3 separate regions of the Mus musculus genome follow, and all the other regions are linked to region 1. A link is a contact called in public Hi-C and HiChIP or PLAC-seq data. All regions are on one chromosome and are shown on one strand. Each heading gives the region's core, a stretch centred on a gene start, on an enhancer-like site or on the middle of the called end of the contact. The rest is flanking DNA. Distances are from core to core; before and after follow the strand shown. Region 1 overlaps Slc39a11 (solute carrier family 39 (metal ion transporter), member 11). Region 2 has its middle 18 kb from the start of Slc39a11. Region 3 holds the start of Sstr2 (somatostatin receptor 2).

Evidence for each region. Hi-C and Micro-C count contacts between places; a contact is called where the count stands out from the background. HiChIP or PLAC-seq counts read pairs in DNA pulled down with a chosen protein or histone mark.
Region 2: a contact with region 1 is called in a Hi-C map of the N1E-115 cell line, with 2.1 times the contacts expected there. The contact joins two enhancer-like sites. A contact is called at or near these places in 2 of 484 Hi-C or Micro-C datasets (B cells and the N1E-115 cell line) and 2 of 115 datasets of contacts at active chromatin or transcription factors (embryonic basal ganglia and embryonic stem cells).
Region 3: a contact with region 1 is called in an H3K4me3 HiChIP or PLAC-seq map of embryonic basal ganglia, with 3 times the contacts expected there. The contact joins the promoter of Sstr2 here to the enhancer-like site in region 1. A contact is called at or near these places in 6 of 39 promoter capture datasets (the 3T3-L1 cell line, cranial neural crest, frontonasal cranial neural crest and 3 more), 1 of 15 datasets of contacts at CTCF or cohesin (pro-B cells), 11 of 484 Hi-C or Micro-C datasets (the N1E-115 cell line, cerebral cortex, cortical neurons and 4 more), 15 of 115 datasets of contacts at active chromatin or transcription factors (the SCID.adh cell line, T-cell acute lymphoblastic leukemia, craniofacial prominence and 10 more) and 4 of 9 other capture datasets (adipose tissue, embryonic stem cells, liver and 1 more).

What each region holds. Positions count from the first base shown.
Region 1 is chr11:113,438,551-113,441,250 of GRCm38.p6, forward strand. All of the region lies in intron 5 of Slc39a11 (solute carrier family 39 (metal ion transporter), member 11), which reads right to left. Among named protein-coding and RNA genes, the nearest start is that of Gm51928, 19 kb to the right of the region's middle. Within about 2 kb of position 1,296, at least 69 of the 459 cell types and tissues checked have an H3K27ac peak or open chromatin away from gene starts, as enhancers often do. A contact at or near this core is called in the N1E-115 cell line, cerebral cortex, cortical neurons and 4 more, where this site is marked.
Region 2 is chr11:113,582,876-113,585,575 of GRCm38.p6, forward strand. It overlaps a transcript of Slc39a11 not described here. Among named protein-coding and RNA genes, the nearest start is that of Slc39a11, 18 kb to the left of the region's middle. Within about 2 kb of position 1,431, at least 22 of the 459 cell types and tissues checked have an H3K27ac peak or open chromatin away from gene starts, as enhancers often do. A contact at or near this core is called in the N1E-115 cell line, where this site is marked.
Region 3 is chr11:113,618,027-113,620,726 of GRCm38.p6, forward strand. Sstr2 (somatostatin receptor 2) reads left to right here and starts at 1,301. Exons shown (of 2, transcript NM_001042606.3): 1 at 1,301-1,596. It also overlaps a transcript of Slc39a11 not described here.

The DNA of each region.
Region 1 (2,700 bases), core at 46-2,545:
CATTGGCCCCTCTCTTGATCCCCCTCCTATAGTTCTTCATCCCATTCCCCCTCCCCTTTGCCTCTGAGAGGGTGCTCCCCTCTGTGCCCCCGACCCCAGACATCCCCTTTCTCTGGGGCCTCAAGTCTCTGGAGAGTTAGGCACATCTTCTCCCACCGAGGCCAGATCAGGCAGTCATCTGCTATCTATGTGCCAGGGGCCTCTGACCAGACCATGTATGCTCTTTGGTTGGTCTCTGGGAGCTCCCAGGGGGCTGGGTTAGTTGAGATTGTTGGCATTCCTATGGGGTTGGGGTTGCCACCCACCCCCTTCAGCTCCTCCAATCCTTCCCCTCGTACTTCCATAAGGGTCCCCAACTCCAGGCTAATGGTTGGCTCTAAGTCTCTGCATCTCTCTCAGTCAGCTGCTGGTAGGGCCTCTCAGAGGACAGCCATGTTATGCTCCTGTTTGTAAGCACAGCTTTTAATCTTTAATCATGTATATGTATGTGTGGATTATGGGCACATGTGTGAGGGCGCCTGCAAAACCAGAAGAGGGAGACAAGTGCCCTGCAAATGGGGTTATAGGCGGTTGTGAGCCATCCGACCGGAGTGCTTGGAAGAGCTTAGGAGCTTGTCTGCAGAGCATCTCTCCAGCCCCACTGGAACCTCCTTCTCCAGGGGAGCCCACACTCTGACTTTCCTGGCAGTCTTGACTTCTGCCTCCTGCCGATTTCCTCTGGCCCTACCTACCATGGTGTGTGACATCTAAGTCACAAATTCTCCTTTTCACAGCACAGGCCCCTCTCTCCCTGTGCCCACTCGGTCTTCCCTGTAAGTTAAAAGTCCCCTGGGTACATATGAGACCCTCTGGCTCAGCTCACTCCTACCGACCTCCCTCTACCCACCCCACCACCTTCCACGTGTGTTACACTCACAACCTTCCCTGTGTGCTACACTCATGTGCCGGCCCCTTGTTAATCCTGGCAGTGGGCAGAGTTGAGCCAGGCTGACAGTAACCACACGCCATGCAGCCCAGATGGTCCCACGCGCCCGTCAGCCGGCATCAGCTCACACCCCACAGCTCCTGGATTCACACCTTTAACTAAAATGTCCCTGAATCCACGAAAATAAAAACTCTGCTAAGTAGACATTTTTCAAAAACCCGCCCTTTTCCCTTTGTGTAGACAGGAGCCAGCCACTCACACCCACACCACCATCTGTCCGCGTCTAGTGCTGTCTACTGCGACACACGTCCACACGTCTGCCCTTGCCTAGGAACACAGGCGCACACAAAGGAGGCTTTTGTTTCTTGAGAGGGGATCAAGTGGGAGCAGCTTGTCTTCAGAACAATGGGAATTTCTGCTCAGTCAGTGAGCCAGCTCTGGAGTTAACTGCCTCTGAGTGCCCCATTAATCTCCACAGTTTTTGTAATCTCTGAGACACGGCATATTGTCAGCCACATTCACAGAGGTGGAACGTGGATGCATGCAGACAAGCGTGCCCTTTGTACGTGTGTGCACAGAAACATGCATGGCCATACACAGGCAAACAAGAAAAATCTCAAAACCTTATGACAGCAAGGGAGAAATGGACTCCGTTACAATTAACACATACATAAACATATACATCCACCACTTTTCTCACAGGCAGGTCTCTGCCCTCTAACAAAATCCATCCTGCATTTCTGGGAGTCCTGAAGGCTGGTCCCACAGAGTTCCACTGTGCAAGGAAACTTCCATTCCTTTTCTAATCCTATTTTCTAGGCTTTCTAAACTAGAAATGGCCACATGTGGACCTGGCTGCCACTTCACCAGGACATCACTATCCCAAGGCCACCAGATATATGTCCTGCTTCTCTCCTTTACAGGAATCCTCATCCACTTCCTTTCTAAAGTGTCTTGGCTGGAATCTAAAGATTAGACATGGGCCAAAGGCCAAGTTCAAGGGTAGGCTAAGGCCTTCCTGTGGCCACTGAAGCTGTCTTCCTGAATGCAGATATTATCTTAGTTTCTGTTTACCAGGTATGACTTCTACCAGGAGGGACCCCACAGCTTCCATACCTCAACTCATGGTGAGGCCATAAGAGGGATTCACCAAACATGCCCAGGCAGAGTTACATACCACTAGCAGACAGTTTGTCAGTCAAGAAAGGGAAAACTCTTCGTTACACACACACACACACACATACACACACACACACACACACACACACACATACAGAGAGAGAGAGAGAGAGAGAGAGAGAGAGAGAGAGACAAAGAGAGACAGACAGAGACAGAGAGACAGACAGAGACAGACATACACATGCAGGATATTTCTTAACCCTGAGATGGGATCAACGTTTTTCAGAACATCTGCAAATTAAAGAGGGGCATGAGAACTTGGAGAGGGTAATGGAATTAGGGAAAAGATCATCTGTGTAGTTAAGGTCATTTCTGTATTGTCAAGGGCTGCCTACTCTGCCCTCAGTGACCTGAGACCTCTGACCTCAGTACCTGCTTGGTGTTGTATGGCAACTTCCTCTGAGTTAAAATATTCCATCCTGGAAAGACACTCCTTAAGACTTGGGAAACAAACGACTCACAAGTCTCAGAAAGTCCCTGAAACTGATGAGATACACAAAGCCCCTCCCTCCTCAAGGTTTTACAGGCAGTAAGGATCGCTGGACAGGACACATACCAGCAGAGCTGCTGGAGAAGCACAGACCAGTTGAGCTGCC
Region 2 (2,700 bases), core at 181-2,680, 140 kb after region 1:
AGGGTATTCAGAGAACTTTCTTCACCAAGGGACAGTCAAAACGCCCAACCGGGTGGCAAGTGCATCAAGTGCTTACTTCCAAAGCACGACGACCTGAGTCTGAATCACAAGAGGCCACATGAAGCCAGGCATCCTGGCCACATCTGCCGTCCCAGCATTCCTGTGGCAAGATGGCAGGCAGAGGAACTACAATCCAGGAGGATAACCTGAAGCCCTCGAGGGCCAGCTAATCTGAGGTACACAACTGTAAGCAATCAATCAAGAGAGCCTGTCTCAGACAAGGTGCAAGATTGAGGTTGACACCTAAGTTGTCCCCGACAATCCCCTCCGTGATAGGTAGAGACTGGAAGATCCCTGGCTCCAAGCTAGCCTCATTAATGAGCTTCAGGACAAGGAGATGTCCTGAAAGAAGATGGACAGTCCTCCTGGGAATAACAGCCAAAGTTATCCTCCGGCCTCCCCATGTGTACACACACACACACACCTACACACACATAACCACACAGCCCTCCCCCGGGTGACCAACCATCCAGATCTTCCCAGGGCCATTGAGTCAGTGCCCAGGCTGCTGGGTCGCAACAGTGAAGGAAAACTGAACACACAGCTACAGAGCTTCAAGAAGGGCTTCCCCGTTTTAGCCCTGAAAGGAACAATGCCAGTCCTAACCACGGGGCCTCAGGGGTCAGGTTTATGCCTTGCCTCTCAACCTGTGATGCTCACACACCCAGCATAGACGGGGGTCTATTAAAGATGCAGAGTGCCAGGCTTCTGAGTGGATGACCCTGGGCCCAAACCTCAGCCAGCTCCCCAGGACATGCACGAAGGATACCGAACCACTACATGGGAGTTGTCCCTCACTCTATCTATGGCTCCAGGCATGCACTATTTCTTCTTGTGTTTACACCAAGGGGAACCTTCCAAATTCAGTGCTGGGTGAAAGACAGCATTTTGTATACAATTAGGGCCTTGCCCTGTAAGAGGCTGCACCAGACACCAACCAAATCCTTGGTCCATTTTCTTGTCTCTGTGTTTCAGGAAAGGGTGGGGCAACCGGATCATCTGGACCTCAGAGGCTGCTTTGTTTGGCTACAGCTTCCCAAACACAGCGCAGAGGAGTACCCAAGCCAGACAGGGCACACACAATAGCCTGCTTAGCAGAAACTCGGATGTAACAGCTAAGGCAGTCTCCCATGGGACCAGAGAGGGCCCCAGTTAAGGACCACAAGTCCGGACAAAGGAGAGAGGTGCTTACAGGAGTGAGTGTGAGCCTCCTGCCAGCTAACGGGTTCATTAGAGTCTTGAAAAAGAGGCCAGGTTGAACCCTGCAGGCTCCTGAAGAGAATCAGCTGGGTGACCAAAGGCTATCCCATGTCTAAGAGGAAGCCTTCTGTTGGTGACAGTAATGAAGACAAGCAGCCTCCAGCTGCTGGGAGCTCGTGCCATCTGCCCCTCCACCCACAACTGCTCTCTATTATTTAACCCACAGAAGGCAATAAGAAGCCTTTTGCCTTTCATTCCCGGACCATTCTGAGTCACATCAGCCGCTTTCTGATGGCGTTGTCTAAAAGGGGGTGGGGAAGTGATTGTTGTTGATAGCCACAGTGATCCATCTGCATCCTCCCCAGCTATCTAACAGAAGGCAGCTGAGAAGCCATCCCAGGCTGGGGCACTCACAGCTCTGCCCCCACTGCAGAGGAGTGCTGTTTACTATTTGTGTCACAGCGTGATGTTTGGGGACTGCCAAAAGCCCCCCATAACTGCCTCCAGACCAGCGGGGGCAGGGGCCTTACCCACCCTTACTGCTTGGGAGGAAGGCAAGCCTGTATATATTTTGCCAATTATAAAATGTGTTCTTGTGGGGCATGGTGGCGCACGCCTTTAATCCCAGCACTCGAGAGGCAGAGGCAGGAGGATTTCTGAGTTCGAGGCCAGCCTGGTCTACAAAGTAAGTTCCAGGACAGCCAGGGCTATACAGAAACCCTGTCTCAAAAAACAAAAACAAAACAAAACAAAACAAAAAATGTGTTCTTGACCTCCTCCCAGCACAATTTAGCATCTTGGAAAAGCTGGATTGGGGGACTGTAGCTTACCCAGCATGCACTAGGCCCTAGGTTTCATCCTCTGTATAGTATGAACTGGGTGTGGCAGTACACACCTGTAATCCCCCGCCTCCTGAGGGAAGGAGTTTAAACTTGTCCATGGATACAGAATAAGTTTGAGTCCTGCCTGGAATACATGTGACCTTGTCTCAAACACACACATACACTCACACACCAAAAACCTGTGCACACCACAGCACATGACAGAGGACAACTTGGTGGTAGAAGTTGGTGCTCTCCATCCATTTTGTAAACCCAGGGAATCGAACTCAGGTTGTCAGGTTTAACAGCAAGCCCCTTTATTCGCCAAGCCATCTCACCACCCCTGCACACACATTTTCTTTTGAGATGGAGTTCCAAAGTACCAATGTACCCAGGCTAATTTTAAACTCTCCTCATGACCCCAACTGGCCAGGAACACATGACTCCCCTACCTCAGTTTCCAGATACACACCACCAAGCCTGACTTGAATGTATGTCTTAAACCTACCAGTCTGGATTAGCATCAGTAGGGCCCCAGGCAAATACTGTGAAAAAAATAAAAATAAAAAGCTACCTTGAGTTTGAGCGATTTGAAAAAGGTAAAGTATCATACTCAAAT
Region 3 (2,700 bases), core at 51-2,550, 180 kb after region 1:
CCAGGGCCACTCCCCTCGTTCTGAGAGCTGCACTATTCAACCCTTCAACCCCGCCCATAAAAAAACCTAAAGACAAGCCAACCCACACAACACTAGGACCCGACAACCACTGCTTCAATCTCCATCAAGTCCACAGAGCCCACACATCTCGTAGAGATGGTGCCAGTGAGCGACACTCTGACTTACAAGAATTCCGGGCTGCTTTTACCTGCTGCCTGGCTCCCTGTCAAAACTCACCGCACATACACAACTCCTGGATTTATGCTTTTCCCCGATGAACCCGCAAGCAGATCAAAAACAGGATGGCTGCATCAGGACCCACAGAGAAAGCTAATCGGGGGGGGGGGGGTTTGTTTTCTGATTTTTCATGTTCTAGAAACCACCAGGGTGCACTCACTGTCTCTGTCTGTCTGTCTGTCTCTGCCCCTCTCTCTCTCCTCTCTCTCCCCTCTCTCTCCTCTCTCTCTCCTCTCTCTCTCTCTCTCTCTCTCTCTCTCTCTCTGGGGGAGTGTTAAGAGGTGAAGGAAGGGAGGCTACAGGATTGATTATGACTTATTAAACTATTGGAACATCGGCTGAATCATCACAGTCAAAAAATAAATAGCTGCAACTTGATGCGACACATCTCCCACTTCTTGTGAGTCCCTCCTTGCTCCCGCAGAGCGCCACAGCGCGCGTAGGCGGAACGGTTGGGCTGGGGCTGGGTCAGACCAGCAAGCAGTGACTGACGGGCTAAATTAAAGCTAGAAGAGACTGCATGGCCCGGGGCCTCCAGTTGGGAGAGCGGTGGAGCCCGCGGAGCCTGCTGGCTGCAGGAACTGAAGCCAGGTGCCCCGCGCTTGCACACCTGCAGGCGCCTGCACGGGAGACACGCTTGCTGCTGTCACCCCTTTTTCCTCTGCCCTTAGCCTGACTCTGCAACCTGTGCCCTGTTCCCGGGACTGGACCGTGGTAGGCACGGCTTTGCAAACTTGAGAACACGTCTTAAAGGTCCCGGAGCTAGTCTAGGTCACCCAAGTCGCCGCACCAGCTGCCTGGAATTTGTTGGGTAAAACCAGACCGAGTCACTGAAATCGGAAAGAAAGCCACGCGCGCCCTCATAGGGAGGAGTCGTGGAGACACTGACATCGCTTCACCATCCAACAGCATCAAGGTCTGCTGTCTTATCCTGGGCCACCCGCAGGTTTTCTCCACTCTGCTCACCGGGTCCAACAGGACCCGGCAGGCGGAGCCAAGCTGCCGTGACGTCACGGGCGGGGGCGTGGGGAAGTGTGCCCAGGGGCTGCCACCCGCCCGGGCCACTGCTAGCGGCGCAGCCACCGGCGCGCTCGCGAGGCCACCGGCGCCTGGAGCACCAGTCCGCGGCTGGGCGTCAATGATCTACAGGCCAAGCTAGCTCTCTCGGGGCCCGGGCAAGCTCTCTCAGACGCCAGAAGGGCCAGCACGAGCCAGCCAAGGAAGCTGGGAGCCCCGGGAGCCACTGCTGAGCGCCAAACACCCGCTAAGCCTGCTGTGCTCCTGGACGCCCAGCTGGGTAAAAGAACAGCTTCTGGGTGCTAGAGAACACAGGGAAGCGAGTGCTCGAGGAAAACCAAGGTGAGGGGTGCCAGTGTGCATACGCGTGTGTCACCGTGAGATGGAGGGAGGGACAAGCACACTTTGGGCACCTGCATGCATCTGTTCTGGGGATAGACCGCCGATCCCGGCGACCTGCACGTTGGTCCCGGCGCGCAAATTCTCTGTTTTTGTGCCTTTGGAGGTGACAGGTGGATGAAAGATGCATATCGTGGTGTCTGGGGTGGAAAGGTAGTGTGTTCTGGGACGGATTTGTTCTCAAAGAAAATGCCCAAGTACCGTGGCGTGTGCCCTGCGTGTCCGATGGGGACAACTTGTTTCCTAGCCACCTGCGAAACAGCCCTGGTCCGAGGAAAGAGACACCAGCTAAAGGAGAAGGGACATGCCAAGTGCCACCACAGGGTCCACAGTCTGAGACCTAAGTTAGGGAGGGACAGTGATGGGGACGTCACCGAAAAAGAAGGAAAGCAGATTCTTCAGGGCTCTTTATCGCCCTGATGGGGAGGCAGCCCAAATTCGTCTGCGGTCAGGTCCCCCTCCCTCCCCCCCCCCCCCACCCGCCGCCCTCAGGCAGAGAATCTGTCTAGATTGGAGAGAACCAGCTACTGAATGGTCAGGTCCCCAAGCGACTGTCAGCGCTCCTAGCTGCCCCTGGCACCTCAGTCCCCTCTGCGTTTCGAAGCTGGACATTGCAGGCACCGCAATCCACTCTCCCTCAGTCTGCCTAGAAACGGTAAAGATCCCTTAGGGAACACGTTGTTTCCAGAGTCAGCGAGTTATGACCCTAAATATTTTCCTCACACTAACTCCATCGTCCTGAGCCTCGCTTATCTACCTTCGCCCCAATGGCGAGGGGCACTCTAGCATCGTGGTGGGCTACACAGGGCTGCTGCAAGTTCCAACCTCAGATTCTTGGAGGGGTGTGTGTGTGTGTGTGTGTGTGTGTGTGTGTGTGTGTGTGTGTAGGTGTCTGGTAGGCTTGGAGATGGGGAGGTCTTGAGGGCTCACAACAGAAAGATGCTGGAAAGAAACTAAACCCACCTGTCCCTCCTCTAGTTGTGGAGCAGTCTGTGGGAGGGAAAGAGGGGGTTCCTGAGTGGAAACCCTTCTTTCCATCGGAGCCAG